Linked DNA regions of Danio rerio: region 2 is linked to region 1. The links are chromatin contacts, called in public Hi-C maps. All regions are on one chromosome and are shown on one strand. The core of a region is the stretch at or near the end of the contact, and the rest is flanking DNA. Distances in the headings are between cores, read along the strand shown. Region 1 holds the start of rell1 (RELT like 1). Region 2 holds the start of lrch4 (leucine-rich repeats and calponin homology (CH) domain containing 4).

Region 1 (5,754 bases), core at 2,032-4,531:
AAGAAATAATCTATTCCTTAATTATAGTTTTGGAACTATTAAACTGTTCTAAATTTACAATTGTGTATATACAATATCAGTGTAAAAATCTATGACTGGTGGAAAAAATATTTCTGTAATTGTTTACCTGGCTCATTTTTGCCCTGGCCTCTTTGTTTGTTTGTTTTTTAACTTATCCCTCTGGTTTTTCCAAAACTTTTAACAAAAATGTTCTCCTTTTCCATGGCTGTTGCTATTTCTAGCCAAGAATTATTGATCATCTGGTTATCTCTAAGATCAGAGATCATAGAGATTTTGTTTCAGACAAAATCTCTTCAAAGTGTTTCATATTCAACTTAAATCAAACGAGGCGCCACGTGCACTGTTCGCTCGAGTCTCAAAAAATGCTGTGCGGTGTGCGCACCACCAGCTGAAATCATGTCGTGTGCACCCAAAGCGAACATCCGCAAACTCCACGATGACGTCACATTCGCCATGTACAGTCAGGTGAACAAGCAGACGCGTCGAGTATAAACCAGGCTTTACGCAGCGGATGCCCTTCTAGCTGCAACCCAACACTGGTAAACAGCCATACACTCTTGCATTCACACACAAACACTACGGAAACACCACACTCCACACAGAAACATCAACTGACCCAGCCAGGGCTTAAACCAGGAACCTTCTTGCTGTGAGGCGATTGTGCAAACGTGAGGCAAAACTTTTATTTAAAATTACCAAAACTAATGACACAACGTATGGCTGAGAAAGTAGTGCTATAGAGTAAAATCAAAGTGGAGCAATTCGACTTGGGAGGAGGAATCTGTCCCTTTACTTGACTAATAAGTACGCATAGATACATCCATTAGATGTCGCCTACCCTGCTGTTGTCTATTAGAAGGAATGTGTCTTCAGAGCTGTCATTTTGGTACAGGGGAGCGCTTCTTTGACATAAATGTGAGATCAAAGTGCAGTGGAGGACTGTGGCCATCCAAAGCCAGAGATATACACATAAATACATATTTCTATGATTGGGAGTTTTCCTGGTTGTCAGTATGCAAATATTTCTTTTAAATTACGAAAATTATAATTTAACATCACTTTTCTACATTGATGGATGTGACAGCACGGGCATTGCCGCTAAAGTGTGTGTGTGTATGGAAATATACTATCCTTCCTCCCTGTTTAATTTGATCTAATCCAAGTCAAGCGATTCATATGAATCCCCGTTATGAATGACTTGTTTGCTTTGTTGACAAAAATACAAGTTTCTGGCAGTGCAGCATCTTGTTGTCATATTTCATAACATTGTTTGCTAATTTTATTCAACAAAACTAGCATAAGCCTGGTATTTAGTGCGAGTTGGTGCTCCTTTGTCTTATGGTGAATGCAGTCAGAGACTGTACAATCATCAATAATGTTACTTGTTAAGCACAAAAGTTTGAAACATAAAAAAACTAAATCTTACGTATGAAATATGATACCTTTGTGCATTGCTTTCTTTGTTTGCTTGTCACTACATCCCTACACAATGCTAAAGTCCAGCATCTTCACATTGGCACACTGTCTTGACCAGTACGATTGAATGACATTTGTCCTGGAAGCACTGTACAATTGTGGAAGTGACGCATGATTAGGGGCCGTATGCGACATCTAGTGTATATATCTAAGATAAATACTGATTGTAGGGTTGGACTGAAAAACGATCGAATCGCAATAAATGTATGTCAATAACAATGATAAGCTCTAGACTGTTTCTCTATATTGACCTAAGAGCCAATCACACAGCAGAAATCTGAAATAATGAGAATCAAAAAGCGCGTTGATATGAGAGACGTACCAAATTTTCGGCCACCAAATGTTTATTATCCTGAAAATGTTATGCCATTCAATGGACCCTCTAATATTTTGTGGCTTCCGTAATTGTCAGGATACTCTTTTAAATCTGGAAGCATGAACAACTGATATCGAAATGTATATCGTTATCAATCAATATAAAAAATAATAATCAAGATTGCATGTCTGACATCTCTCTCACCCCTAACTGATTGTACTTATTTGACTTGATAACATTGTAAAATAAACTGATAAACAAGTATGGAAATTGTGCATGGATTTTAACTGTATAAAAGACAATCAAAATGCATAAAGGTTGAAAATCTCTACATTTTGCTAACATTCATTTCATGCTATAGAGTGTTTTACATTCAGTCTCCTCCTGTAGCACAAGGGAATATGCTATTTAAATGTATGGAGACTGAAATACAGAAATTAAAACATTGCTGTTGATAACACTAGTAAATAAACTTTTTATATAGATTACTGGGTTAATAAGAATGACAGAGCATATAACTTAAATAGTAATTTCATAAATCTCAAAGAACTGTGGTAAAGCTTGATGGCAGAATGTTTTGGTTTCTTTTCTGGAATTGTTTGATTGACAAATTAGAAACAGGTGTACCAACTAGCCAAATACAAACTGGTCCACATTAGCATCGTGTTTGAACAAAAACATGTCTGTGTTATAAACCGTAATTGTTATTCTGCGCTTTTGATGCAATTTAATTAAAATCTGTCGCTTTTACATTGTAGATAATGCCAAAGCAGCTTTTACTGGTCATCAACTGAGACAATCAATCTCCATTCCTAAATGAAACCTGAAGCAAGCAACTGAGCATTGTAACTTTTAAATCACGCAATGTTGTGTGACCTTTAACGCCAATGAAAGTTAATGCAGGCGTTACCACGAACTAATAAATCCCTAATATAAAACCTCGGACATACAGCAGTATCAGTTCGTGCTTGATCAATACTTGGTTGTCCGCCAGAAACTTTATGACTGACAACCGCACCTTGCTCAAAAGATCCCCCTGCTCTCATCCAAATGCGCTACCAAACAAACCGATATAATAGAGGTGCGTGTGGATGCGTGACTCTCATATTACCGAAGGTCTTCACAAATCAATCTGTCCTGCACACATGAACACACAGTAGTGTGAACTACTAACCTCTCGTCGTGGAGTTGGTGGACAATGAGGAACCTGCCATCGGCCCACCGGTGTGACACAGATGCAGTCGGACACAGGCTGAAGTGTCCACAGATGCGTGAGCTTCGAGCTGTGCTTTTACATTCGCGGTCACTGCTGCTGTTTCCTCATTCTTATCACTGCTCGAGGAGGAGCATCCCACTCTTAAAGTTGTAATGCACTACACGGCCCGAAGCAACTTACTCGGACTCAGAAGTAAAGAAAAACACAATATCCCAATGACGAAAAGCTTTTAAGAAGGTACTTCGCAATATAAAATTGTCTTGTAATGTGCATATGGGGTGGTTTGCAAGAAAGCAAATGCTGCGATTCCAGTCCTGTAGGGGGCAGAAACTTCTGTTTACAAGCAGCAGGACACAAATGAAGAGCAAACCCCGGAAAAGGTCTAACTTACACGTCATCCGCGTGGTGTTTGTTTTGGGTTTTCTCATCCTTGTTTGAATAAATTGGCCTTATGCTGGAGTGTATAAGTACTTTGTTTGGTTGTAAAGTTGACGCAAAACAAAAAAAAAAACGTTGTTATTAAACTGCGTGTTATGATAAGGGCAAAACATTGTTTGTAGTTTTTCCCTTATTTAAAGCAACAACAAATGTTTAATCTTTTATTAGGCCAGAGTAATACAATAAGCAAAAGATCATTTCATGTAATATAATCATCTGGACCTACATAAAACATTAAAATAAACATTTTAGATTGATTTAAAATAGTAAAAGTTTTCTATGAAATCGTGCACCATTAGAGAAAATATATGTTTGTTTGCAGATGTGATTTTGACTTCCGCCTCTTATTTTAGAACTTGCTAAACATATATAATTATTCATTTAAATCAGTGTAAACCACAGGTCACATCCAAATAAGTAATTATAATATTTCCCGGCTGTTACGTACCTGTAACAATACCATATTTAAAATTCCCATCCATTAACATGCCTTTACTTAGTTCTTTTTCAAATTCCTGCAATAAATGTGTTATAAACACAGCGCATACAATTACCAAATACCAAGAAAAAAAAAACGTTCTATATTTTACAAATAATTTTTACAAAAGACGTCCCTAAAACCTTCGCAAGTTGTAAATTAAAAAAAGTTGTCAAAACACTATTTCAGGGTTTCTGCAGGTTTCACATAATTTTGATTTAATCTTAAGACCAAATTTTAGACTCATAAAGGGCTGCTGCACACTAAGGAATTTTTCAAATGGCCCAAATGGAAAAGATTGAAATTTGCCCCATCAAAAAATGTAATTTAATATATTTAATAAAACAATAATGCATTAAGAATAAAAAAGTAAAATATTTTTTTATTTTGTGTAAAAACAAGCAAGCTCTACTTGTATCCAGACACCTTTTTCCCGAACAAACGTTCTTTAAAATAAAAATTAAAAATAAACAAATGTTTTAAAGGTTTTTAAAAACAACAATACAACAATCTGTCCAGGTCGTTGTCCTCAGCAGTAAACGCATCGGGCACTTTTAAACAAATGTTATTGTAGAGAAAATAATTAAACCATTATTGTTTATAGAGTAAAAATTACCTTTTTAAACAAAAAGTGAAAAGTTTTTTGAGATTGATAGTCGATCATATGGGAGATGCAGTGGCGCAGTAGGTAGTACTGTTGCCTCACAGCATGGTCGCTGGTTCGAGCCTCGGCTGGGTCAGTTGGCGTTTCTGTGTGGAATTTGCATGTTCTCCCTGTGTTCGCATGGGTTTCCTTCGGGTGGTCCGGTTTTCCCCACAGTCCAAAGACATGCTATACAGGTGAATTGGGTAGGCTAAATTGTCCGTAATGTATGAGTGCGAATAAGTGTGTGTGAATGTTTCCCAGAGATGGGTTGTGGTTGGAAGGGCATTCGTTGTGTAAAAATGTGCTGGAAAAGTTGGCGGTTCATTCCGCTGTAGCGACCCCAGAATAAAAAGGGACTAAGCCGAAAAGAAAATTAATGAATGAATGTTGATCGTATGGGTGTTAATGGCCAGATTGGGTAGCAATACATGAACAAAGGCTAATTAAGATGATTTAAGACCTACAATACATGATTTCAGTAAATGTAAGACTTTTAAGACCTAAAATTTATATTTCGAGATTAAAGGCTTTTTAGGACCCCGCGGACACCCTGTATTTGTAAGTGTAAAGCAAATGCTCCCCACCCAATGCTAATCAATGTTGACACAATGTTTTCACATTAAACAAACTGTTTAATCTGTATTGTCATTAAAACGCTTTATTTCTTCATGAGCCCACACCCACATTCCCCACAAAAATATTGTTTGCATATAACAACATGTTTTTGTTTTTTTTGTTTAAAAAAATGCAAAGAGTTTCCTCAGAAAATGTTTTATTAATCCATACATATTTAGTACTTATTCAAATGTCCTCGTTGGGCCACCCATGATAAATTTACATTACCAGCTAATGCATACTTATTTCATTTCAGAAACCCTGTCAGCAAAGAGTAGACTGCACTTAAGTACACTTGATCACTTTTTTCATTTAAATGAACATTACAATAGATGACAGAACACTTATGTTATCTTTTTTTTTTGTAACACCCAACTGTTCTACTAGTTCCAAATTATAAGCATTTTCCACCCATCATAAGCCACATGATGTTCATTTGTGGCTCAGCATAAATTATCACACACTACTGAGGCTCCGGGGATGTATTTGTGAGGGTAAAGCTCCTTGTGTCAAATCACCTTCTATAGTTTCAGGTAGACTGAAATCAT
Region 2 (5,308 bases), core at 2,098-4,597, 410 kb after region 1:
ATCTTTTCTGCTGGAAATACTGTTGCCCTAAAAAAATAAATAAATAAATAAAAAGTAAATTAAAAAAATCGTACCCATACCTTAGGAACGGTATTACAGAAAATTGTGTTGTTTTTAAAACCTTGACTTTTCCAAACCTTTAAAACTGTTATCGTCCTATGCTAGTAATAATTCATCCTTAAGCACAATGGCAACATATATTATTGATTATGTTTTGTATTTTTTTATTATATTCACATTTATGTGTGTGTTCTTCTTAATAGCCATTTTTGATAAGGATTGTCTTCTAATTAATCTAATGCCTATTTCGGACTGCGTGATTTTAGCCCCGATTTTGGCTCGTCGACAGGTTTTGAGAAATCGCAGACAAATGCCTGAAATCACAGGCAAATCGCTGCTCGTGCACGTGAGTGACAATCACACAGTATGAACGATCAAAGACGCGATCTGAGAGAATCTCAGGCCGATGCCTGTGAGATATTTGGCGTGCTGAAAATCTGGAGCTGTCGGCGATTCAAATCATGCCGTGTGAATTGAGTTTTGACTGAAAATAACATCAGCGATCGCCTACAGCCAATGAGAGAGCAGCTTTCACTTGTGTGTGCGTGTGTGTATACCTACTGCAGGCCAGCGGGAGGCTGGTGGTTAAAAGCGATCTTTTTCGGTTTATTTGGACCCACGAAATGGAGGGAAAACTCGTGGAGGTTTGACAGGACTCAGGAGCACCCGTGTCTGTTTGACGTTTCATACAGAAAGAAATTAGTTTATCATCAACGTTGAGGAGAAATGGCTAATTCCCTTTAAACCCAGGTGAGCAAACATGTACATGTTCTACCCCATTAAAGGCTTCTTTCTCATTATGTAGTTAATAACAAAAGATATACATGTTTTTGGCTGTGAGACGTAGTTTGGACGAAGTTGTCGGCGATTCTGTTATAGTAAAGTCATGCAATTTGAATGTCCATGTTGCCGAACCATCTTGCAGTGTAAACAAAGCAACGACGAAACGCTAGCCCAGACAGTCATGCAGTGTGAAAACATCTGTGACAAGACTAGTTTGAAAATCATGCAGTCTGAACTCGGCATAAGCTGTACTTTTCCCTATATGTTATCATGCGTGTACATAATGTGCAAATGTAACGATGATTAAATCCTATTGGATGACCTGGTCCTTCTTGCTAGTTATTATAGTGTGTTTAATTGAATAACCTCCACATAATTCTCATTCATGCCCTTAACAATGGCATACCAGAGCACAATGAATTACAAACTGCAGGCCTCCTCCTCACCCCAAACATGTGTTTGGTTCAGAAGCTCCTTTTCTAAAATTAAGCCTAATTACATTACCATGCAGGACTGATAAGAAATTAGGACTATAGGCGATTTGGCCTGAATTCAAAATCTCGATTAATTGAACCTTTTAACTCAATTACGATTAATGAACTATTATTTTGTTTATTTATTTTTTGCCCTCTTCACTGACAGGTTTTGTACAATAAATCAGGTCACATATAACAAGAGATTTCTAAATGAAGGGTGCATTACTTGGTTTTAAAATAATTGAAGGAAACACACTATCTACTATCTAATATGATTATTATTCAACATGAATGTTAAACAACTAAAGTTAAAACACACATTGCCTGAAACCAGTCATTATTTTCTTAATAAAGTGAAAATAAATATAGTAAACTAAGTCAATTATTTTCAGTGTTTTTCACATTAAACATAGAAAATAAGCAGCATCTCTTCTAAATATAACAACTTGTATATCCTCTGTAAACAAATATTTTAAATATAAATAACAATTTTATTTTAAACATAAAATATGCCGTCTCAAGGAATCTCTGGCACAGCTTCCAATCATCGCCAATGCAGAATGGGTCCATCGTTCTACTTTATATATAAACATAGAGGCTTAACAGAGCCACACGGTAGGGAAAGTAACTGAAAAAATTGGATTGATTATATTTGAATGTCGATTCTGATTACTTTTCAATTAATCGCCCAGCCTTATAAGAAACGTACACCCAATAACATTGAATATTCTAAACTATCCATCAATTTGAATAAAACATTGCCTAAAGGGAGTTATGTCAATCTTACATAATTATTATATGCACATCAAAACATTCTATTGCATGCAAATTTGCTGTGGTTTGAGAACTGTTTAACAAATCTAAAATTATCACAACAGGATATATTACAATACAGAATACACTGACACCAGCTGTGGATCACAAACTTATCAAAAGACATATACATGTCATGAAATACTTCTAGAATTGACTACAAAATCTCTGAGACTTGCAGACCCATGTGTGTGTGTGTGTGTGTGTGTGTGTGTGTGAGAGTGAGGTGGGGGTTTGTATGGCTCAAAGACAAACTGCTTTATACCCACTTTGTATGAAAGTGGAGCAGATGGTCATATTAGTGCTGCTGGCAAGATGCTCCCTACCAATAAGAACGCACTCAAACAAGCTGACTACAACAAATAACAGTTTTATCAGCCAGCCAGTTTTTTCTGCTGCCTTTGCGCTGCGCTGAGAGATCAAATGCGAAGTTTTACTTTGACTCTGTGGTAAGATGGCTCGGCCTGAGTGTATTTCCACCTCAACAACAGGAAGAGAAGCTCAACGCAAATGTCTCCAATTTCTTAAGCAAACACGCCAGCTTCAAAACTCAACAAGCTGACTTTAAAAACACAATACGCTGCTCGATAAGCAGCGATGGTTCTTTTATAAACGAAAGTGATGAGTAAAATGAACTTGTCATATGATCTGCCTTCTACAATGATTGCGAAAAGTGAAAGATCCGCTTTTTCTGAGTCGGGCGTGATGATGATGGTGCTGCACAGAAGGGGCGCAGGTGAAGAAGACACCCAAACAAAGGACATTAAATGTACTGAATGCATTCCCTGCCCCCTTCACTGATCCCCTAGCCGCTTTATTAATTAAAGTCTTACCTGCGTGCGTAATGTCGGACAGGTCATAGTTCCTGGCGGTGCGGGGGAACTCTTTGAGTTTGCGGTTAGAGAGGATGAGCGCTCCGCTGGACGCAGCCTCTTCCAGCGCCTTCTCCACGCTCCTGCTGGCCGCTACGGTCGCCGGCAGCTGGGCTCCATCCCCAGCAGCCATCAAACACTAAATATGACCCGAATCTTACTCTTTACTACGACAATCACCCCTCCTAAACCTCCATCTCATCAGAGGCCGGTCCAACAACGTTTCACTCCGGAAAAGTTAGTTTTTGTACTCCAGAAAAGTGATGTAAAATCCCGTGATTGAGAAAAGTTGCGCCGTGACTTGACAGACCGCGCGCTGGAGCGAGCTGAAGAAGCGAAAGGGGAGGAGCTTGCGGATTGAGCAAGTCTTGATTGACACACAGCGGACACACCCAGAACCTACAGACTCGGGGAAATGAACACAACAGCGCTGCTCTCATCATCGGAAGGGGAAAATTATAAAGTTTTTTTGGTCCGTTGGAGGTTTTGTTATACAAATGTAAAAGTTACAGTACTGCTGATGATAGTAAGTTTTTTTTTGCATTGTTTGCATAGCGATAGCAAAGGCAGCGGAGATTTACTACAGTAATCGGAAAGCCTCTAATGGACATCACACACACACACAGCATTTCCTTGTTTCCAGATCCATTAATTTGACATGCTTTTAGAGAGAGGAAATGAAGGACATAAATATTGCATTAACGTTATACTAGTACTTTAAGCTTTACGTGTAGAGACAACAAACACTCCTGCAGATATGTTGTCTAAATCTAACCATAAAACTGAATTGGGGTAATATATTTATGTTTATTTTTATTTATTTAATATAATTAGCTATGGAAATGAAATTAAACGTAAATGTACATTTCTTTGATTATGAAAAATATATAATAAAATAGAAATAAATAAGTTACTGGCATATAAACAAATTATTTCATTACTTCATTCATTCATTTGCTTTTCGGCTTTGTCCCTTTGTTATTCAGGGGTCACCACAGCAGAATGAACTGCCAACTTATCCACCATATGCACTTCCAGCTGCAACCCAACACTGGAAAACACCCACACACTCTCACATTCACACACATACAATAGGGACAATTAAGTTTATTCAATTCCCCTATAGCACTTGTCTTTGGACTGTATGGGAAACCCGGACGAAACCCACGTGAACATGGGGAGAACATGTAAACTCCAAACACAAATGCCAACTGACCCAGCTGGGGCTCAAGCCAGTGACCTTCTTTGCTGTGAGGCGATCATGCTACCCACTGCACCACCGTGACACCATTAAACAAAGAATTTAGCTAATTATTTATGAAAAACATTAAAATATACACCATCTCATAATGATTTGACATGAAGCCATTTTGTATTTTGTTTTAAAAATTGAATGTGGCCTTCATATCACACAATATATAGCCTAGAGAGGTAATATACTAGGTTTATAAAATATTGAGTTACATCTATAAACAGAAGTTAAATAATATTATTGTATTTTTTTAATAAACTAGTGTAATATCCAGAAAAAGTACCAGCTTGTTGCCTAGCTTTTGTATCATCATTTACATCACATGTTCCCAAACGTTTCAGCTCGTGACCCCCAAAACAACAATTCTCGCAACCACCACTATCTTTGGAGGTGGTTGTAAACATACAAACACTACACACATTGGTTCACACACACCAATAGGAACTATATAAACAAGCTTATTGACATCACAAAAAAGTGAAACAGTCTAACAACCATATCATTTTTTTATAGCCATTATTTGTTTCATTTAATATTAATCTCTAAATGAGAAGGGTGAGCACAATGTTTACAGCACAAGACTATTCATTTTTTAAATTTGGAGACCACTTGAAGCCATATTCAGACGTGGCCTTCATTTTATTTTTTTTTTTATGTACAGTATGTGAGTTTCGTAGAGGTGTCAAAGTTTAACATTGTGCCGTAAAATAAATCTGCTGCAACTAACCCTATTGCTGTGTCATTAATCAAGCATAATTACCCCAGGGGTCGCAGCCCATTGAAAAATGAATTAAAAGTCTGATGGCTTTTTATTTGCATGTTGTTATTTCATGTAACCATTAAACATTATTTTTGTCCTCTGTAGGGTATAGAAAAAATATGGTTGTTCTAAAGGTTTAAAAACATATATAATATTTTTGGAAATCACCAAGTGACCCCAGATTTACATGATCAGGTCTGAAAATGCATAATTTCAAACTTAAAATGACAATCAAAGTTGCTTTGCAAAACAGCAAAATACATTTTCAACATCGAACGTTTTCAGAACAGAG

What was found. A called contact is a pair of places that touch in the nucleus more often than the background predicts.
Region 2: a contact with region 1 is called in a Hi-C map of an unstated tissue, with 2.9 times the contacts expected there. The contact joins the promoter of lrch4 here to the promoter of rell1 in region 1. A contact is called at or near these places in 2 of 18 Hi-C or Micro-C datasets (hematopoietic stem cells and an unstated tissue).

What each region holds. Positions count from the first base shown.
Region 1 is chr7:64,069,313-64,075,066 of GRCz12tu, forward strand. rell1 (RELT like 1) reads right to left here and starts at 3,282. Exons shown (of 7, transcript NM_001201360.1): 1 at 2,988-3,282. The coding sequence starts at 3,027. All of the region lies in intron 1 of LOC141375164, which reads right to left. It overlaps rwdd (RWD domain containing 4), which reads right to left. Exons shown (of 8, transcript NM_001320090.1): 8 at 5,207-5,754.
Region 2 is chr7:64,474,800-64,480,107 of GRCz12tu, forward strand. It overlaps lrch4 (leucine-rich repeats and calponin homology (CH) domain containing 4), which reads right to left and starts at 3,348. Exons shown (of 10, transcript XR_012382772.1): 1 at 2,966-3,348.